Regions from separate parts of the Rattus norvegicus genome. Here region 1 is linked to region 2. Evidence: chromatin contacts called from public Hi-C data. All regions are on one chromosome and are shown on one strand. Each heading gives the region's core, a stretch centred on a gene start, on an enhancer-like site or on the middle of the called end of the contact. The rest is flanking DNA. Distances are from core to core; before and after follow the strand shown.

Evidence for each region. A called contact is a pair of places that touch in the nucleus more often than the background predicts.
Region 1: a Hi-C map of Schwann cells shows a contact between it and region 2, with 3 times the contacts expected there. The contact joins two enhancer-like sites. A contact is called at or near these places in 3 of 12 Hi-C or Micro-C datasets (the Rat2 cell line, Schwann cells and frontal cortex).

Annotation. Positions count from the first base shown.
Region 1 is chr6:104,151,532-104,156,309 of GRCr8, forward strand. The region is part of intron 7 of Rad51b (RAD51 paralog B); the gene reads left to right. Among named protein-coding and RNA genes, the nearest start is that of Atp5pdl1, 280 kb to the right of the region's middle. Within about 2 kb of position 1,885, at least 19 of the 93 cell types and tissues checked have an H3K27ac peak or open chromatin away from gene starts, as enhancers often do.
Region 2 is chr6:104,058,063-104,062,509 of GRCr8, forward strand. All of the region lies in intron 7 of Rad51b (RAD51 paralog B), which reads left to right. Among named protein-coding and RNA genes, the nearest start is that of Rad51b, 230 kb to the left of the region's middle. Within about 2 kb of position 3,164, at least 59 of the 93 cell types and tissues checked have an H3K27ac peak or open chromatin away from gene starts, as enhancers often do.

The DNA.
Region 1 (4,778 bases), core at 635-3,134, 92 kb after region 2:
TGTGTTTGTGAGCCCCTAAAGACCTTAATTACAAGCTAGCTGATATCACCCTTTGTTGGTGGACAGAGTTGACAGGCATATTTAGACATAACGTTATATTTGTGCTATTAGATAAATTGAAAACGCCCTTGTTAATAAGCTCTTATAAATAACTGAGAGGTAGTTATTTTCTTGTGCATTGTATCATATATATCTGAATCTTTTATGTTGACTTGTGGTTATCTCACTGGTCAAGCTAATGTGATTTATTGGCCACGAATAAAGACCTAAATCATTACTAGCCTAATTTTTGTGTTGGCCTGCCTATAGAATTCTTGGCAGTTAGAGTTTCTTATAAAACTTTCCCGGTGGTGCCTTGTTCCCTAGAGGGAACGTTGCACTTTCGGATAGTAAGTGATAGGAACCAAGAGATGAAATACATTTTGAGAGTTCTGGACAATTCTCAGTGCAGTTAAAACTGTATTAATTGATGTCTATAGCATACTTATCTTCATTATCAATTCCATTTTCAAGGTCACATGTGCTTTCAAAGTAATGCTATAGATCTCCAGGGCGCTGGGAGAAACTAGGCTTGGTCTCCAGTTCTAGGTTCAGCTGAGTTGCTTTGCCTTCTACTGAACAGTGCTCCTATTTCAGCTGCTCCGTCCCCTTGTCTCCTGACAGGTCTTACTGTGCATAGCTCCAGTGTGGGGCTCCCTGTAACTTTTTAGCTAGGCAATTCTTAAATCTGGGTACAGAGTCAGAGTTGTATCATAGATATTATCTTAATACCCCATCCAACTCTCAAGACTGCCATACCTAATTACTAGTGACTTAGAATTTCAAAAGGGGTTCACGACCAGATTCTGAGTGCCATCATGGGCCGGACCACCTTCCTTGTCTTATGCTAAGATTTTAGTTTTGACTAAGTGGAAGCAACTCATATTCTTTGTAGCATGTCAGTGCATTTTTTTTTCCTCTCCTAAACATTTTCAGTTGGATTTACAGGGCTGAGCACAAAGGGACACCTTGCCTGGAGCCAGCTGAGGAGTAACAAAGGGTATTCAACTCTATGACAATCTTGTAAAGGTTTTCTCATTCACTAACATACATTGTGTTAGTTTAGGCTTTTTGGTTGAAAATAAAAAACTCGCCTTGGCTGACTTAGTGGGGAAAGAATAATACTGGATGGATCTAGAGCAGTTACTACTACTACTAGGATGAATCTAATCCAGATGTTTTCTACCCAAGTTATTTAGATTCTCAAAAATGTGTTTGAGTGGCTGGCTTGGATTATAAACCTACCTCTTAGACAGGAAAAGGCCTCATAACCTTCCAAGGTATTCTTACCAGCACCGGCCACAATGAGTATAGATACCAAAGCCCAGACTAGAATCTCACTCGAAGGAAGTTTGATGCTCACTATGGAGTTTTGCAGTGAGGAGCAAAGTAAGTCTTTTGGCAAATGAAGTTGACAGTGGTTATACAGAGGCTCTGCCTCCTTAGCAGTTGCCTAAAGCCTCATCAGCATAGGGATTCTTGGTTGTGATTTAGGGTCCTTTTGTCTGCATTATAATTTGACAATGTAGATCAACAATGAACAAGATATATCATTGGCCACTAGTTATCTGGAATAGAATGAATGCTGTAAATTCTCAGAATATGATTTAGCAACCATCATTACCATATATAGAAGGCCAGAATGAAGACCAGTCATTAGAGGTAAATGGTCAGAAGTCCAATCCAGGTGGTTTCCCACTTTGGAGTTGTGTAGAATGATAGACTGTGAGGGCTTTGACTAAGTGACTAACTTCAAAAGAATCAAGCGAGAATCTTTCTGCTTCTATGGGCCAGAAGATTTGCAACCAGAAGCCTGGTTGTGGATGGCAGATTCTAATAATAGAGCAGGTTTAAAGAGGTGACGCACTGATTTGGAATGCCTTCTCATCTGTGTTTGCTTAGGACTGAATGGCCTCTCTCGTGCTTCCTTTTCCAAGCAGAGGACTTATTTTCTCTTTACCTCTGCTCCTGATTTTTCTCTTCCTTAACCACTCTGCTTTCCTTCCCCTGACTTGTGTTTTCTCTCTACTCCTTCATTTCTCTATATTTATCTCATATGACTTTTTTCCCTCCTTCATTTGTTGCTTTTTTGGTAACTTCAGATCCTTTTTCCAAAGTTCCCTTTCTTTTTCCTTCTCCGAGCCACCAGTCCACCACCACCACCCCCTTGCCAAGCTCCTTATGTCTTTACTGCAAATCCCCAGTGTGTTTACTGACCTGTGTGCCAAAAGGAAAATTCCCAGGCCACCTCCATGCCAATGCAGTGAAAATCAGCAGCTGCCATTGCTCAACAAGGTCCTGTAAATCAATGGGTAAGAGCCCTTGCAGTGAGCGTTGGCATGTGTATGTTTATGTGAATGTGTGAGATACACGACAGTGTTTACTGCTTTGGGGAAGAACCTGGATCTTTTCAGATAAGAAAATTAGACAGACATTTTTGCCTAAATCTTTTGCGGTTGTCGTTGTTGTTGTTGTTGTTGCTGCTGCTGCTGCTGCTGCTGCTATGTTAGTGAATGAAATCCTAAGAAGTTGTATAAGAGAAATGAATGACATTAAAGAGAGAAATAGATACACAAGACCAATAAACAATGAAGTCTACCTCTTACTGACACATCATTGACAGCACACTCACAGTAAACATTATAGATGCACTGACGGGGCAGAAAGCAAAAGCAGTAAAGAAAGGTCTGGAGGTAAACCCAGCAGTGTGCTTGTTTAAATGAGAGGAGACAATGTGAAGAGGTGAGGAAATGGAGGCAGAGACATAACGAAGACAAACACGTCAGAAAGCCCATAGGCCCCGTATCATTTCTCCCTGCATCAGGGTAGCATTTCAGGCAAGAGAAGAAATGGAGGAAAAAACACTTGCCCTGCTCCGATACACTGTCTGCAGCACGTTAAGGACCCACATTCTGATGGTACCAGAATCGTATCTTCAAAAAACAAAATCGTAAAACAGAAATCAAGACCTCAATAAAACATTTGGGAGAATTTGAATAAAGGCAGCAGGGAACCAGAAAATAATTCAAATCTTCTACTGGAAAAGTGATTTTAAGTTGTGCCTGCAGTGTAACAGCTGTCAGAGAGAGAGAGAGAGAGAGAGAGAGAGAGAGAGAGAGAGAGAGAGAGAGAGGGGAAGAAGAAGAAGAAGAAGAAGAAGAAGAAGAAGAAGAAGAAGAAGAAGAAGAAGAAGAAGAAGAAGAAGAAGAAGAAGAAGAGAAGCAAGATGGTGCTGTATTTCCTGAGTTGTGAGACCAGCCTGCCCCGACAGAAGAAAAGGACCCCCACACACCGACTGACTGCCAAGCACTGTGCTAGGGGCTGTGTGTATACTTCTAATTTCAGCCTCACAGTTAAAAGTGAAGCCAGGGACTGAGAATGCTATCCACTGAGAGAAAAAAGCAGAGGGGATTTTCTGAGCCAGTTCCAGAATCATAAGGCTCAGGGGGAATTACTTTGATTTTGTCAAGTCAGAGCACACAGCCAACGGCAGCAGACATGGGATATTGTCAGAGGTAAATCACCCAGCTGGGTCTGTTCTGTCTTATTGCAAGGTCAGAGGAGCATGGCAAACCAGCCAAATGTTTTCAACCATGGAAATCCCCTAACTTTCCAACTGCTGCAGTCCCACAGCTCCGAGGCTTTACTCACAGCGTGGCTCTCTTCCAGCTTTCAAACCTCTCCAAGTTGATTAATCATTTCTTGTTCTGACTCATTCAGGCTTCTAGAAAAATAGCTAAAGGTACTAGATGGGCAGGGTGGATCAAGGAGGTCAGATAAATTGGCTTGATGTTAGTCTATACAAAAACCTAGAAGAAATTGCCAAAAGCCTTTCAGCATACCGTCCGCGGATGCTATGTATGGTTTGGGGCCAAAGGCCATTGGCTTGTTTCATGTGTTTAAAGCAGGATATTTCTGTGTGCATTAGGAAACTTGGGTATGCAAACATTCATTTCTTAATGTTAGTATAGGCTAGTCACTTAGAATTAGGATTCCCTTATCACAGCTTCTCTTTGTATCTATGCAGATGAACTTGAAACTCTTGTATAACCTGTAACACTGGCAATGTCAGACACATACACAGTGTTTATTATTTATCAGACACTGTGTGGTTTTACCAAGAAACAAGTTTATAGCACTAAAAAGGTCAATTTTGATTGTCTTAGCCAAGGCCATGCATAATGATTATATTTTTTGGTCTGGCTAATATCCCCTCACCATGAAACTTTTATTTTAAAAAATAAATTATTTTAGTTTATGATTATATTGAGTCATACTGGAAAGTCTGCTTTTTTGCTTTTGTAACACATTAATCTCTGGGCTTATTCATTGAGTTCATAGACATCTGTTAAGCACCTGAGTGTACCAGTCATCAGAGGATCACCAGTCATAACCCTAGGATGCCACCTCAGACCTGAAGACACACGGTGCAGTGCCTTTTAGCCAAGCGAACAAACACATGGACACACAGAACATGAAACAACTATTTCTGCAAAGGAAAGGAGGAGACACTTGAATTGGGGGAGTTAAGAATAAGTCGAAATTTTCAGAGCGGTAGGGTTGGAAGGAACAGGATCGTCATAGGGAATGGTTTATGTAAATGCTGAGATGTTTGAAATGGCATAGCATGCTTAAAATAAAAAAAAAAATGTGGAGCCATGGGCGGATGCTGAGTGGGTTGAGGGGAGATTGTGATGGGCCTTGGGTAGAATAGTTTAAGTTCTAGAAGAGCTCGTGGG
Region 2 (4,447 bases), core at 1,914-4,413:
GACCTCTAAACTTCCTGGGGCCTCCAGTCTCTTGAGGGTTAGGTACATCTTCTCTGACTAAACCCAGACCCTGCAGTCTTCTGCTGTTTATGTGTTGGGGGCCTCATCTCACCTGGTGTATGCTGCCTGGTTGGTCTGAGAGATCTTGGGGGTCCATGTTAATTGAGACTGCCAGTCCTCCTACAGGGTCACCCTTCTCCTCAGCTTCCTCCAGCTTTTCCCTAATTCAACCAGTGGGGTGAGCAGCTTCTGTCCATTGGTTGGGTGCACATATCTGCATCTGACTCTTTCAGCTCCTTGTTGGGTCTTTTGGAGAGCAGTCATAATGGATAGGCCAAGCTTCTGTGACAGCTGTGAGGTTTCCATGTTCTCTGACATTTGGGTATTACATTCATTCACATCGTTATGCTCTTAAATTGTGTGTGTGTGTGCATTTGCACATATGTGCATGTGAATACTGAGACCAGAGGTTAACATTGAATATTTTCTTTGATCACTCTCTACCTTATAATTGGAGAATAGCCTTGCACTAACCCTGGCACTTACCAACTAGTTAGATGGACGGGCCAGTGACAAAATGCATTTGTCTCTGACCCCACAGTGTTGTGATTGAAAACATGCCCAGCACCCGTGGTATTCTTATGTGGGTGCTGGAGATCCAAACACGGGTCTTCATGCTACAGGAACTTTACTAACTGAGCCATTTCCCCAGCCCCCATCCAAATTTCTGGTCTTTAATATTATGGTACTCCTGTTAGTCTTATTTTCATGTTAACAGTAATGCTATTTTTCCTTCAAAACATTAACAGAATGTATCAAATTCTCATGCACAGTAATGTTATTAGATTAAAAGACTGTGAAGCATAATAGAAATGGGGTTCTTGTGTGTGTGAGGCACTGTGTGGCACTGGGGATGGAAGCTGGGGTCTTCTTGCTTATGCTCAGCATGTGCTGTCCCACAGTCCAGGAAGGCTCTCTGCTGCTGTCTGTTTGAATCTGGTTCATTCTGTCCCCTTCATTTCAGGTGTCACCTTCAGTTCTCCTTTCTGAATTGAGGAAGCCAGGCTGATCCAGGGGCCGCCCACTGTGTCCCACAGCACCCTTTATTGCACCATTGCTCGCCGTGCATACTGATTTGACTTGGCCTTACACTTGGTCTGTTAGTGCTCCTCAGTTGGTTTCAATACCCTTATGCCAGAAGAGAAACAATATTCCACTTTCCCCACATGTGAAGACAGCTGTTCTTCCTTCCCTGCAGAAGATATTTTTCGAGTTGTGGCTTGGATGCCAGAAATCAAAGACAGTAATGACCTTCTATGTTGTTTTTATTTTCCCACACATATGTATATATGTACACACACACACACACACACACACACACACACACATATATGTATACACACACACACACTCATGATAAGAAGAGAGTGCTATAGTCTATGATAAAAACATTAGTGTATTTAAATTTAAATATTAGAGGAAGAAGGAAAACTTGAGTAATTTAACTACTCTACTAAAACGTTATATTTCAATGTCATATAACATGGATTCTATGTTTCTGAAAAATAGTTTGCTTTTGGAGTAAAAGAAATCCGACTAAGAAAGAAGGCAGTTTTCATTTTGTATTTTATTTATCCATATGCATGTATGTATGTTCGCACATGTGGGGATGCACATATGTGTAGGTATGTGTGCACGCATGTGCCTATAGAGTCCAGAGGTTGGCATCAAGTCTTTGTCTGTTGCTCTTCAGTTTATTTCCTGAGATAAGGTTTCTCTCTGAGTCCCAGCTCACTGACTTGATTAGTCTTGGCAGCCAGCTTGCTCCATGCCCTGTCCCTGAGTGCTGGGATCACAGGTGGACTGATACACCTGCCCAGCTTTCATGACTGTGCTAGAGACCCAGACTCCATCATCACACTCACTTTGTCTGCTGACCCATCCTCCCAGCACCTCCTTTGATTTTTAAAATTGTTCCTGAAGTTGGAAATTCTGTGCTGGAATAGTTGTATGTCAACTTGACACAAGTTAAAGTCAATGGAGAGGAGGAAACCTCGATTGGGAAAATGCCTCCTACAAGATTGGACTGCACACAAGTCTGTAAGGCATTTTCCATCCCTGGGCTGGTGGTCCTGGCTTTGATAAGAAAGCAGGCTAAGTAAGCCATGAGGAGCAAACCAGTAAGCAGCACTCCTCCATGGCCTCTGCATCAGCTCCTGCTTCCGGTTCCTGCCCTGCTTGTGTTCCTTTCCTGACTTCCTTTAATGATGAACAGTGTTGTTGAAGTATAAGCCCCCAAAACCCTGTCCTCCCCAAGTTGCTTTGGCCGTGGTGTTTCTTCACTTATTTTGAAATATGTCTCCAAGCTTGCAATTAGCCTGCTACTTTTAAGTCGACATGACAGGGAAAACCGAGGCCGTAGTTTATTTGAATGGCAACATTATCTTCATGTGATTGACAATTACATATGAATTGAAATGAAACTCAATAATCTTTTAGTGGCACCTTTTAGTGACAAGCATTTTGCTTGCTTTTTTTTTTTTTTTTTTTTTTTTTTTTTTTTGTTCTTTTTTTCGGAGCTGGGGACCGAACCCAGGGCCTTGCGCTTCCTAGGTAAGCGCTCTACCACTGAGCTAAATCCCCAACCCCGCATTTTGCTTGCTTTTAAGTTCATTGCTTTCTAGTATTGTTAAATTATATACATCTCTGGGTTTGTTTGTTTTTTTTCCTTCTGGGGGAGGTAGCAAACATTTTGAATAATTACTTGGCAAACTTGATATGCTGTGACGCATTCTTGCTCAGAACTTTGAGAATGAGAATGAGAGAGGACATCGTTCTTATCAAATCGGTGTTAGCAAGGAGGATGGGAGTAGATGCTCTTGTCTAAAATGAAGCCTTGAAGAGAACAGATGTTTGTGGGCAGGACTCTGTCTCCTCCCCCTTTGTGGGGGGGAGCTGCATACTTGTCCACACTTTGGTGCTCTTAAGAGTTAGTGTGGTGTTAGCAAGTCCCCTTGTTCCTCTGAAATTCTGTTAGTTTGCCCATCTGTAATTCAAGGCCCGGTTGAATGCCCTCTAATGTCTCTTACAGAGAAGACATCTCCCGTTGTTTGCCTTGTGCTACGCCACAGGTTTACGCCCTCCGAGTCCCTGCTTGACAGATAATGGTGTGTGAGGAAATGATGCACAGTGCAGCCCTGAGAAACCCAAGTGGATTCTGACCACACTGATGTGCTAATCCCCAAAGAAGAAGAAAATACAAAACGGGCCAGAGACTGAACATGAAAACGGTGACAGTGAGAAAAACATTGAAGCAGACAGCTGAAAGCTTCATTTCCTGGCCCGTCTGCCATGAGAAACGCCAAGCCTGCCAAATCCTTCAGGCCGTCAAGGCCCCAAAACTTTGGCTAGCTCTCATATTCAGCTTCCCACACCACATGCCCAAACCACACAGGAAAACTGTCTCTCTCCCTTCATACTTGTGCCTGTTGGCTGCACGTCTGTTTATGCCAAGCCCTTGCCTAACCCCCTTCCTTCCAGCTGTCACTGTGTCCCAGCTGCTGTTTTTGGGGGCTTCGGGGTGCAGCTGCAGTCTTCAGGGGAGGCACAGACTGGTGAGGATAGCAGCAGTGGTAGAGTGTACGGGACTCTGGAACTGTAGCTGTTTCTACCCAGTTTCTATCCGATCTGAACAGTGCTCTCACTCCTTGGCAAACGTTAGCGCTGATGGCTTTTATTTTTTCTCCTCTCCTCCCTCTTGAGAAGTTCCTCCCTTCTGCCCCCTGAACATTCTTTGGCATCATGGTCTGTGAATATCTTCCTGTGGAAGATTTGGTTTGTCTTGTTTTCTTTTGCCAGACTGTTCGTTCATCATCTTTTCTTCTTCCATGTAAAACAGATTTGTCTATCTCGAGACTTTAAGGCTGATAACCAGAGCTGCTGGCCTCTCCCAAGTTTAGAAATTTGACTCTGTCTCAGCCTTGACAGTCCATCCCAACCACATGGCCTCCCAAGGCCCTGCACTCTCTAGGCCATTTGTTGTCTGTCTAGCTGCAGCTGCTGTGGGAGCCTTTCACCTCTGGCCTGTGAAGTTCTTCTGTGAGGCTTGTCTGTACCCACCTCCTATTGGCTCTTAGTGATGGCACTTTCTCCTCCTTTTAGAGAATCCATGAAGAATCAGGAAAAGTATCGAAGAGTCTTGGCTGAATACACGGAAAAGCCATGTGTTATGAAAGTTTTAAGTTGTTCTGCTGTGCTTGGCCTGCATCTGCCAGCTCAGTGTGAAAGGCAAAACCAAACAAAAGCCCCACACAGTCATTGTCTCACATAGCAGAGCCTTGTCTTTTGTTGCTAAATAGAGAGCTCTTGCAGAGACAATGGCTTGTTCTTCTCTGCCACTCTTTCTGGAGCCTCCAAGAGCCGCTGTACCCTGTACCTGCCAACTTCA